2 separate regions of the Zea mays genome follow, and region 2 is linked to region 1. Evidence: chromatin contacts called from public Hi-C data. All regions are on one chromosome and are shown on one strand. The core of a region is the stretch at or near the end of the contact, and the rest is flanking DNA. Distances in the headings are between cores, read along the strand shown. Region 1 holds the start of LOC103632221 (ABC transporter G family member 11). Region 2 holds the start of LOC100216723 (Protein TIC 22-like chloroplastic).

Evidence for each region. A called contact is a pair of places that touch in the nucleus more often than the background predicts.
Region 2: a contact with region 1 is called in a Hi-C map of bundle sheath, with 5 times the contacts expected there. The contact joins the promoter of LOC100216723 here to the promoter of LOC103632221 in region 1. A contact is called at or near these places in 3 of 25 Hi-C or Micro-C datasets (bundle sheath, endosperm and leaf).

What each region holds. Positions count from the first base shown.
Region 1 is chr7:31,741,406-31,746,270 of Zm-B73-REFERENCE-NAM-5.0, reverse strand. LOC103632221 (ABC transporter G family member 11) reads right to left here and starts at 2,985. Exons shown (of 8, transcript XM_008654040.2): 1 at 2,345-2,985. The coding sequence starts at 2,846.
Region 2 is chr7:32,186,455-32,191,319 of Zm-B73-REFERENCE-NAM-5.0, reverse strand. It overlaps LOC100216723 (Protein TIC 22-like chloroplastic), which reads right to left and starts at 2,050. Exons shown (of 7, transcript NM_001143128.1): 1 at 1,506-2,050; 2 at 282-356. The coding sequence starts at 1,958. It also overlaps the pseudogene LOC103633812.

The sequences.
Region 1 (4,865 bases), core at 1,736-4,235:
AAATAGATGAAAATGAAATAAACTAATCTCAATATAATGGTGGCTTCACGCGCTTTCTAATACCTTGGAAATATGTTGACATATATTTTCACGCGGATAAAACTAGTTTCAGCTATTTTATAATAAATATAGTTTCATGTCATTAAAAATCTTATGTGGCATATATTAATTATGTCATAAAATCTATCATGAAACTTCCATTGAGAATGGCCTTATATACGAACAACTATGGTAACATGCATATGCTAGATTCAATTTTGATGAGGAAGTTCAATCCTAGCTATCTTCCTAATTTAGTCCTTGTCTAGCACCACTACACAAATGACCTTCCATGCATGCAGTAAAATCCTATCACTACTTAGAACTGCAACGATATTGGGGTCGTCACTGTATATATATTCCTATTATTGCTGGTTCTAGCCATGAATGCCATTGATATGGATTCATCTTTGACGGTTTATTCTAGATATTACACAATCGTGAAAGACTGTACGAAAAAAATTAACTTTCTCATTTTATGTCTAATGAAAACGAACTTTATATTAAAAAGTTGTAGTGCTCGACGAGATCTACAACTTTATACTTGACAACTTTTTATATAGAGTTATTTTGGTTCTAAAATATTTGACTCACAATATTGATCACAATAGAGTTAATACAAGGATTCCACATACTCTACGGTCACAAGTGTGTGTAATGGTACAAGAAGATCTTGGGTAGAGAAACAATCAAAACAAAGGTTGTAGTTATTGAAAAGTTTTGCAAATTTGTAGTTACAACTTTTTATTTGAAGTTATTTTGATTCCAAAATATTTTCTTAACAAAATTTTAATACTAAAGAAATCCAATATGATATGATCTATAGTGACTACACAGTTGGGTGTATAGTAGTAGGGAACGATCTTGGATGGAGGAATGGATAAAGCAAAAGTTGAAGATCTCAAAATGTTATGCAATTTTATAATTGACAACTTTAAAATTTAAAACCAAATTTCCCACAAAATTATATTTGAATTGGTCACATTTGAAATTTGAAATTTTCAAATGAACTCAAACGGAGAACGGTAAAAGCAAAAGTTAGATCTCGAAAAGTTACCAACTTTGTAATTGGTAATATTTTCATATGAAATGTTCTATCATAGAAAAAATATGTTTGAATTTTTCACAATTGAATCATATTTGAAATTCAAAATTTTCAAATGACATCCGATGAATAAATGACCAAAATAAAAGTTCAAGATCTCAAAAAAAATTAAAGTTAACAACTTTTTGTTTGAATTTGTTTTGGATCATAAATACTCATTTTGAAATCAGAAGGACATAAAATGGCTAGAGCGAATATGCTAAATTAACACGTGGCCTTATGGGTGTTGTGGTTAGGGTCCAAATTTGTGAGACCTAAGCCGTATACATCTCCTCTTATATATGTGCCTTTTAAATATATTTTACTACATCCATTTAAAAAATTCTTCTCATACATACAGTTCGTCTCCAACCATTTTCTCTAAATAGCTTCCCCAATACACTACAACTAAGTTAATTAACATTCATTTATTTATTTATCATTTTTGATTTTTTATAAAAAAAATTATAACATATTTATAATACCGTAATACATATTATTATTGTATTATGGAGCTCAATTAAGGTTAAGAACGATATAATTAACATATAAGGAAAGCATAGTGCTTCCTCTAAATATATACATATATGGAGATTCTTCCTCCGATACATACGGGAAATTTTACAGGACCCGTTCGAGTAATGTACATCTAACATCTCTATGTACGGTTGAGGGAGGTTGACATGGAAGCGTTGACGGCTATATATGAAGGGTTTGTTTTTACGTGACCATGCAGCTCAGCTGGATGGTGAAACAATCTAGGAGTTGGGAAAAAAATACTTTTTTGCCATTTTTCCAGGTTAGGATGTTCTGAAAAACGTCACCGGCCGCTGTCTGCTGTAAAACATATAGATTTCCATCGCTGTCTTCATTGGTTAGTGTGGTTGTAGACACGAACCAGCAATGATAACGCGCCGGCAGCGATGCTTGTTCGTGACAACCTATATCATTTGTCGTTTCCTCCTTTTTTTTGCAATTCCATGAAACATTGTTACTGTAAACGACGACATTATTTTAAAATTCAACATTTTTTTAAAAAAAAAATCAGCAAAAATTTGTCAAGCTGAAGTCAGTCGTACGTAGTTGCAACGAAAACATGCATGCATGTCGCATAAAGATCACATTACTGTATAGTATAAACAAGTTAGCTTATATATAAAGGCATTATTTGTAATTAAGGTGAGACGGTAATACGTACGTATACGATTTTCAAGTCATTACCAGCTAGGGCATCAAGTAGGGTTGTCTTGCCACACCCCGAAGGCCCCATGACGGCCAGCACCTCACCAGGGCGCGCGTACCCGCTGATCTTGTCGAGAATTACCGCGGGTTTCGCCTTCCCGCCAGTCGACGACGACGCTGTCACCGAAAGATCCTCCCATGTCAGGAACACCTCACGGCCGCCGCCGGCGTCCTCTGGAAGGCTGCAGTCTCTGGCTCCAACACAGTCCAACGGATGAGAGCAAAACCGGCCGTGACGACGACCATCGTCCGCAGCAGCATTGGCCGCCGCCGGATCACCCGCTGGCGCTGGCGGTGGCGGTGGCGGTGGTGTAGAGCGCCTCCACGGCGGGTAGACGACGGCGGAGCCGATGAACGAGCGGCAGAATGCCCAGCTCCATGATGACGAAGACACGGCTGTTTGGCCGCCGGCGCTCGACACCCTGAGTGGTCTGGTCGGGCTTGGTGTCGGCGCCCATCTCGGCAGCGGCGAGGCTGCCATGGACCAACGATCACTTGTTCACTGTATATCTATACGACGACTGCTATGCTGTGTATTTTCGTGTCTGGACACGTCGTTTTGGCTCGGTTTGCTTCGTCCAGCTTTGGTGATATATATGCTTGTTGCGGCAAATATGAGGCTCTGTCTTGCAAATTTATAGATAGCGAGTAGCACAAGAGGGACGAGAACGACACATCAAAAAAGGAATAGTATTTAACTTGTGCTCCTATATATTTATTAATTTCTTGAAACAGGAAAGAAATGCTGACTTGATAAGAATGAAATAAATGAGGAACCATAGCCGCCAACAAACCTGTTGCATTGACTACGTGGAGGCACCAAAGCCACTAGCTAGTTAGTAATATTATTACTGAAAACTGTAGAGATTGTTGCGGCGTATGGAGTATATATATATATATATATATATATATATATATATATATATATATATATATATATATATATATATATATATATATATATATATATATATATATATATATATATATATGTGTGTAAAAGAACATTCTACTCTCTCCTTTCTAAATTATAACCCATCTGAACATTCTTTTGAAAGAGTCAAAGCATCTTAGATTTAGCCAGTTTCTTTGAAGACTTATAAAATTTACAACATCAAATAGATATATTTTAAAAATACAATTAATAAATAATTTATTACGGATTATTATGTAGAGATTGTAGCGGAGTGTATGAATGGAGTTATGGAGTATATGCAAAAAGAACATTGACTACCAGTCCCTAAAATTGTAGCGTTGTAGTATCTCTGTCACTTAACTTCTAAAATGTACATCAAGGTACCTAAATTTATGAAGTTGTATCATCCTAAACTCTTAACATGTACATTTTGATTCTTATATTTGTATGGTTTTGTCATCTGAGTCTCTAAACTTGTTTTTAGTATCATCAAAGGTCCAAACAATTTAGACTTGTGATGACAAAAAATATAAGTTTATGGACTCATATGACGCAATCATAGAACACTATCATTGAGTACAACTTTGCCGAGTGCCACTCTTGACGAATAATGACACTCGACACAGACTTCCTTTGTCGAGGGCTAAACACTCGGTACACACTGATGCTTGGCAAAGGAGTCTTTACTGAGTTTCAAGCTATCGGCGAAATAAGACGTACGGCCCAGCCGACGACCTTTACATATGCTGAATGTCCTGAGTTGACATTCGGCAAAATAACTTCTTTGCCCAGTGTCCTCTGCAAGACACACGATCGTCGAGTGTATTTCTCTGACACCCGATAAAGTATATTTTTAGATTTTTTTTTCTTTTTTCACCAAACTTTTTCTAATATGTTTCTACACTATATAGGCCTACAAGTTTAATTTTAGCACAATTATCAAAGTGTTTGCTATAACTATTAAATTTAGTTCATTTAATTGAATTTGCTTGGATAATTTAGATTTGAACTACAAGTCTCTCTAAAAATGTAAACAGTGAATGCAGAATAATATTCATGTTATTTAGCAGAAATTACGATCTATTTTAGTAATAGACCAGAATTTTTGAGCACCATGCTCACAAACATGACCGTGAACTTGCGATCCAGTTGTTTTAAAATTGTATAAAACACAAACAAAGTTAGAAAATTATGGAACTTGTCGACATGTCAAGATATCATATGTAGAGACTGTGATAAAAATTTAACACTATTTCGTAAAAGTTGTCACGCACTATGTGTAGAAATCTAGCCGAGCTTTACAGAAGTTTTGGCAGAGATTTTTTAAATAGAAAAACTTCTTTGTCAAGTGCTAGATATCGGACACTCGACAAAGCCGGTGGACATAACCCTGACCACCAGTGTCTTCTCTCTTCTCTTCACTCATTTTCTCTTCATTATTTTTGTTTGAGCGTCGCCGCCAAGCCACCCCGCTGACCATCGTCCCCGCATTCGGTCACCACGTCGGTCGTCCACCCCGCCTCCGGCTACTGCGCAGACGTCCTCCCCACCTCCGGCCACCGCGTCGGTCATCCTCCCCGCTGC
Region 2 (4,865 bases), core at 801-3,300, 450 kb before region 1:
TATATACAATTATACACAACCTGGAAGGAAGAAGCATATGATTTATCATCAAGATATTTCATGATGTTATTTTCAAAGTTGTACATATTTGTCTTTTAAATTGCACAGTATGCAAGAGGCAATAATATTATACAACTAAGCAGAGGAAATCCTTTTCGTGCAATCATTTTGTTTATTACATATACAACAGAATGATAAATTTTGGGAACATAAGAACAGCAAGCAGATAGCTTGTTTTTGGTCAGTCACAAGTACCACCATCTGTTAGAAAAGATTGTCACCTTAATTGCATTAGCCACCTGAGATGAATCAGGGAGGAATCTAAACGCCACACCATCCGACTTCATTTGGATAACCTGGAAACAAAATATATACCCAACAAAACGCACAAAATTCCGTTCAGGGGAACTGAAACAAATTTTAAGTTATTAAAACACAAAGTAAAGATGTATCCTATCAATGATGTTGCAGCAATAGAGGCAGAAAAATAGTTACTAGGTTGATAAACAATCTTCCAAGGGAGCAAAAGAATGTGGGACAGCAGCCACTGATTACATACAATTAAACGAGCATAACATATCCCAATAGAAATAAACAGAAAGTGCAGTTACTTTGCAGCCTAGGCAACTTCTCAAAGACATCTTAAACAAATTTTTTGATGCATGACATATAAGGAATTGCAATTAACTCTAACATTTCAGCAACACCGGAAGTAGATAAGGCTCCCAGACAGTCTCATAACCTTACTTTGCTACCCAATTTTATGGGTAATCTGACTTTACATGTAAATGAGCAACTAAAAACAGGTCCATCAAACTTTTAGAATTTTATACAAGTGTCTTACAGCAAAAAATCCACCAATGTGCAATTTTTTGAGAGTTAACTCCATTAATCAAGCGACAAATTTGCACACATGATACTGTAACTAACACAGAAGCCTTGCAAACAACACGGGAACTCATGACACGTACAAGACAGTTGATGCTGAAGCACAAAATCAGATGATTAAACAGCTCTAAATGCAAGAGCAAAATGAACACATGGAGAAACCGTAAATTAAATTCTGCCCGGAGACACAACGATTGCAGCAGGGACGCGAACAGGCTTTACATTGAGCAACTTGAGGGTGCATGACTATTTGAGAAATAGGATGTCAACATATAAGACACTGACAAAAAAGAAACAATGATGGTCACAGCTAAATGCCACAATTGGAACTTATATGCTTAAATTTACAGTTAAATGTGAGAACATTGGTTATTTGAGTACAGTTAAATGTCTATATACACACTATTTAAGATATATATATATATATGTTTAAATTTATGTGTAATTACCTTACGCCCCTATTGGAACTTAGCGCCTGCTACCCGCTATAGCCTATTTAGTACCTTGAAGTCCCCTAATTACTAAAGACTAAGAGAAGCTGAAACACATGGTGGTCACACAGGTATCAACGGAAGTAGTGCAGGGCATTCCAAACCAAGAAGAAGCAGCACTCTCACCTTGTTCAGCGCGACAGGAACGACACCAGAGCCGGCGCGCATATCGCCATCCATCTGCTCCAGCAGCGCGTCAGCATCTTCCTTCCGGAAGCAGAGCAGCCCGAGCGCCTGCGTTGGACTCACGCTCTCGCCCCCTTGCCCTCCCACGCGTGTGGACGACACAAGCACGAACTCCTGGGCGGCGTTGGCGAGCGCGTACACGGGCACCCCGGCGAGCCGCTCCTCGATCTCAGAGGTAGGTAGGGCCCCGGAGGTGGAGGCTGGCGAGGTGATGCGCGCCCAGGGCGGCGGCGGCGGGAGCGCCCGGGGGAAGGAGGAGAGGAAGGAGGTGACATGGGCTTGGATAGGGAGGAAGGGGTTGGGGAAGCGGGGGCTAGGGTTAGTGTCTATGTTGGAGGTGCCGCCGTTTGTAGTTGGGTTCTTGAGCCATGGGAACTGGAATCGAAAAGGCATGGCGGCGACGGTGGCGGCCGGTGGCCGGTGGCCGGTGGGAGAGCCGGAGAGGAGAGAGGCAGGGCCGCAACCCGCAAGCACGGCGGCTGCACGCGCACAAGGAAGAAGATACGAGCGCAATAGTTCAGGTGTTTTGGCTTTTGGGTGAGTTTTCATTTATGGGCCTTTTCCGAGCGTATGTGTTGGGCCCGTTTTAAATTCATGAAAAAGTTGGGCCTGCACACCAAGGCCTGTGAGCCTATAAAATGTTGGTGCATCTCGACTCTCGAGAAAATAAGACTTGAAGACCTAACGGGCCATCCAGAACGAATTTAAATCCATCAAAAGTTCAGGTTAATGCAAATTGTGTAGCTCAATTATTAGTAGTCACAATAATGATGCGTTGCACCGTCAAATTTAATACTTATAAAAAATAAAGTTAATATCAAAATAAATATATGGTCACAATATTAAGGTATAATATTTGTTCTTATCAATTTAATATCTAAAATGCCATCAGAAGTGGCAAGACCATACAAGAAAAGGCGGGTTTTTGAAAGTGTTTCTGACCTGCTAAAGTATGCAAAGAGGGAACCTTCCCATCGGAGATCAATTTCTATGTTGTCCAGCATAATCGAGAAGTCATTAGCTGCTTCTTTTGTATTTAATTTTTTAATAAACGGTGACAGAAAAACTTCTGATGTCATTAGCTCTACACAGAGACTGAAGGAATCCTATCCATGTCGAAGAGACCAGCAAATCACCAAAAAAACAATCCTCAAGTTCCGATCGTCAAAAGTTGTTAATGAATTGTTGTCCACTTTTATTCTTGCATATCCATCAAAAGGCTCAAGTATAAGCTTGTCAAAAGCTTCTATTGCGAGAGAATTGTTGAAGCTAGATCCTGAAAATGTACTACCAAATTACCTGATAAAAATATTATAGAAGAAGGAAAGATATGACCCATGTTAATATTTTATGAAGCCATCATTTGGATGACGATGTTGTCAAGCGTTAGAAGAAGGTAACTATATATATATATATATATATATATATATATATATATATATATATATATATATATATATATATATATATATATATATATATATATATATATATATATATTCTTGTTAGTAACCATCACTTTAAATGAGACATATTCCTGATGATCTATGTGGTACGATTAAGAGGTTGTGAAGCATATTCAAAGGCTGATGCAACACACTTTGTTGCAGATAGATTTTGCCGCACAAAGAATATGCTAGCAGCAATAACTATTGGCAAGACAATAATTACATCAATGTGGCTTGAAAATTGTGGACAAGTAGATTGTTATTGATGAGAGGAAGTATATTCCGATGGATGAAATAAAGGAAAACGATATAGGTTTCAGCATGCTTATAACACTGCCCTCAGCTTGCAAACATCATCTTCTGCTGGTATTGTGAATTTTGTAATCATATTTCATCAATGTATGTCCTCGATTCATTTTTTACTGAAAATTTAATTACAGGGAAAACAAGTCTTTGTAACATCAAATGTGAAACCAAGTCAAGTAGTGGTGACTAGCTTTGGTTAAAGCATCATCAGGACAGGTCAGCCATATCTTATTTTCCCAAACTTCTGTTTGTGTTTGAAATTTGAATTACATGTAAACAATGACTAGATTAGTTATACAATACTCCCTCCGTCCCAAAATATAATTTGTTTTAGACTAAACATGCATTAATTAATTGACCTATGAATATAGTATGTATGTATGTCTACATCCATTATTATTTATTTGAATTTGGACGGAAAAAAGAGGGCTAGAAAGAACTATATGTTGGTATAGAGAGAGTAATTGTTTTGTAGGAAACAGTAAGGGGTCCCTAATGGTTAATATGTCAAGGATAATTGAAAGTCGCCTAGAGGGGGTGAATAGGCGGAATCTGAAATTTATAACTTTAAACACAACCTACAAGTCGGGGTTAACGTTAAAAATAAAACTGTGTCCGAAAGAGAGGGGAAAACAAATCGACCAAAGAAATAGAGCGGATGACACAGTGATTTGTTTTACCGAGGTTCGGTTCCAAAGAGCCTAGTCCCCGTTGAGGTGGTCACAAAGACCGGGTCTCTTTCAACCCTTTCCCTCTCTCAAACGATCACCTAGACTGAGTGAGCTTTCTCCTCAATCAATTGGGTCACTTAGACCCCGCAAGGACCACCACACACTTGGTGTCTCTTGCTTTGATTACAAGTGTTTGAAGAACAAGATGGGGAAGAAGAAAGCGATCCAAGAACAAGAGCTCAAAGAACACGAGCAAAACTCTTTCTCTAGTCACTAAGTGTTTGGAGTGTATTTGGGACTTGGAGAGGCTTTGATTCTTTTGAATTGTGTCTTGTATTGATTGCACTAGCTCTTGTATTTAATGAGATGTCTGAAAAACTTGGATACTTGGAGTGGTGGTGGTTGGGGGGTATTTATAGCCCCAACCACCAAACCAACCGTTGGGGAGGCTGCCTGTCGATGGGCGCACTGGACAGTCCGGTGCGCCATCGGATACTGTCCGATGCGCCAGCCACGTCATCCAACCGTTAGGGTTCTGACGGTTTCGACCGTTGGAGCTCTAACATCTTGGCGCACCGGACAGTCCGGTGCCGCACCGGACAGGCACTGTTCACTGTCCGGTGCGCCTTCTGGCGCTGCTCTGACTCTGCACGAACTGTCCGCACACTGTTCACGTTGCAGGCCACTGTTGGAGTCGACCGTTGCTCCGCTTGCACACCGGACAGTCTGGTGACCCACCGGACAGTCCGGTGAATTATAGCGGAGGGGCTTTCTAGAAACCCGAAGGTGAAGAGTTTGAGTCGATCGCCCCTGGTGCACCAGACACTGTCCGGTGGCACATCGGACAGTCCGGTGCGCCAGACCAGGGTTCTGTT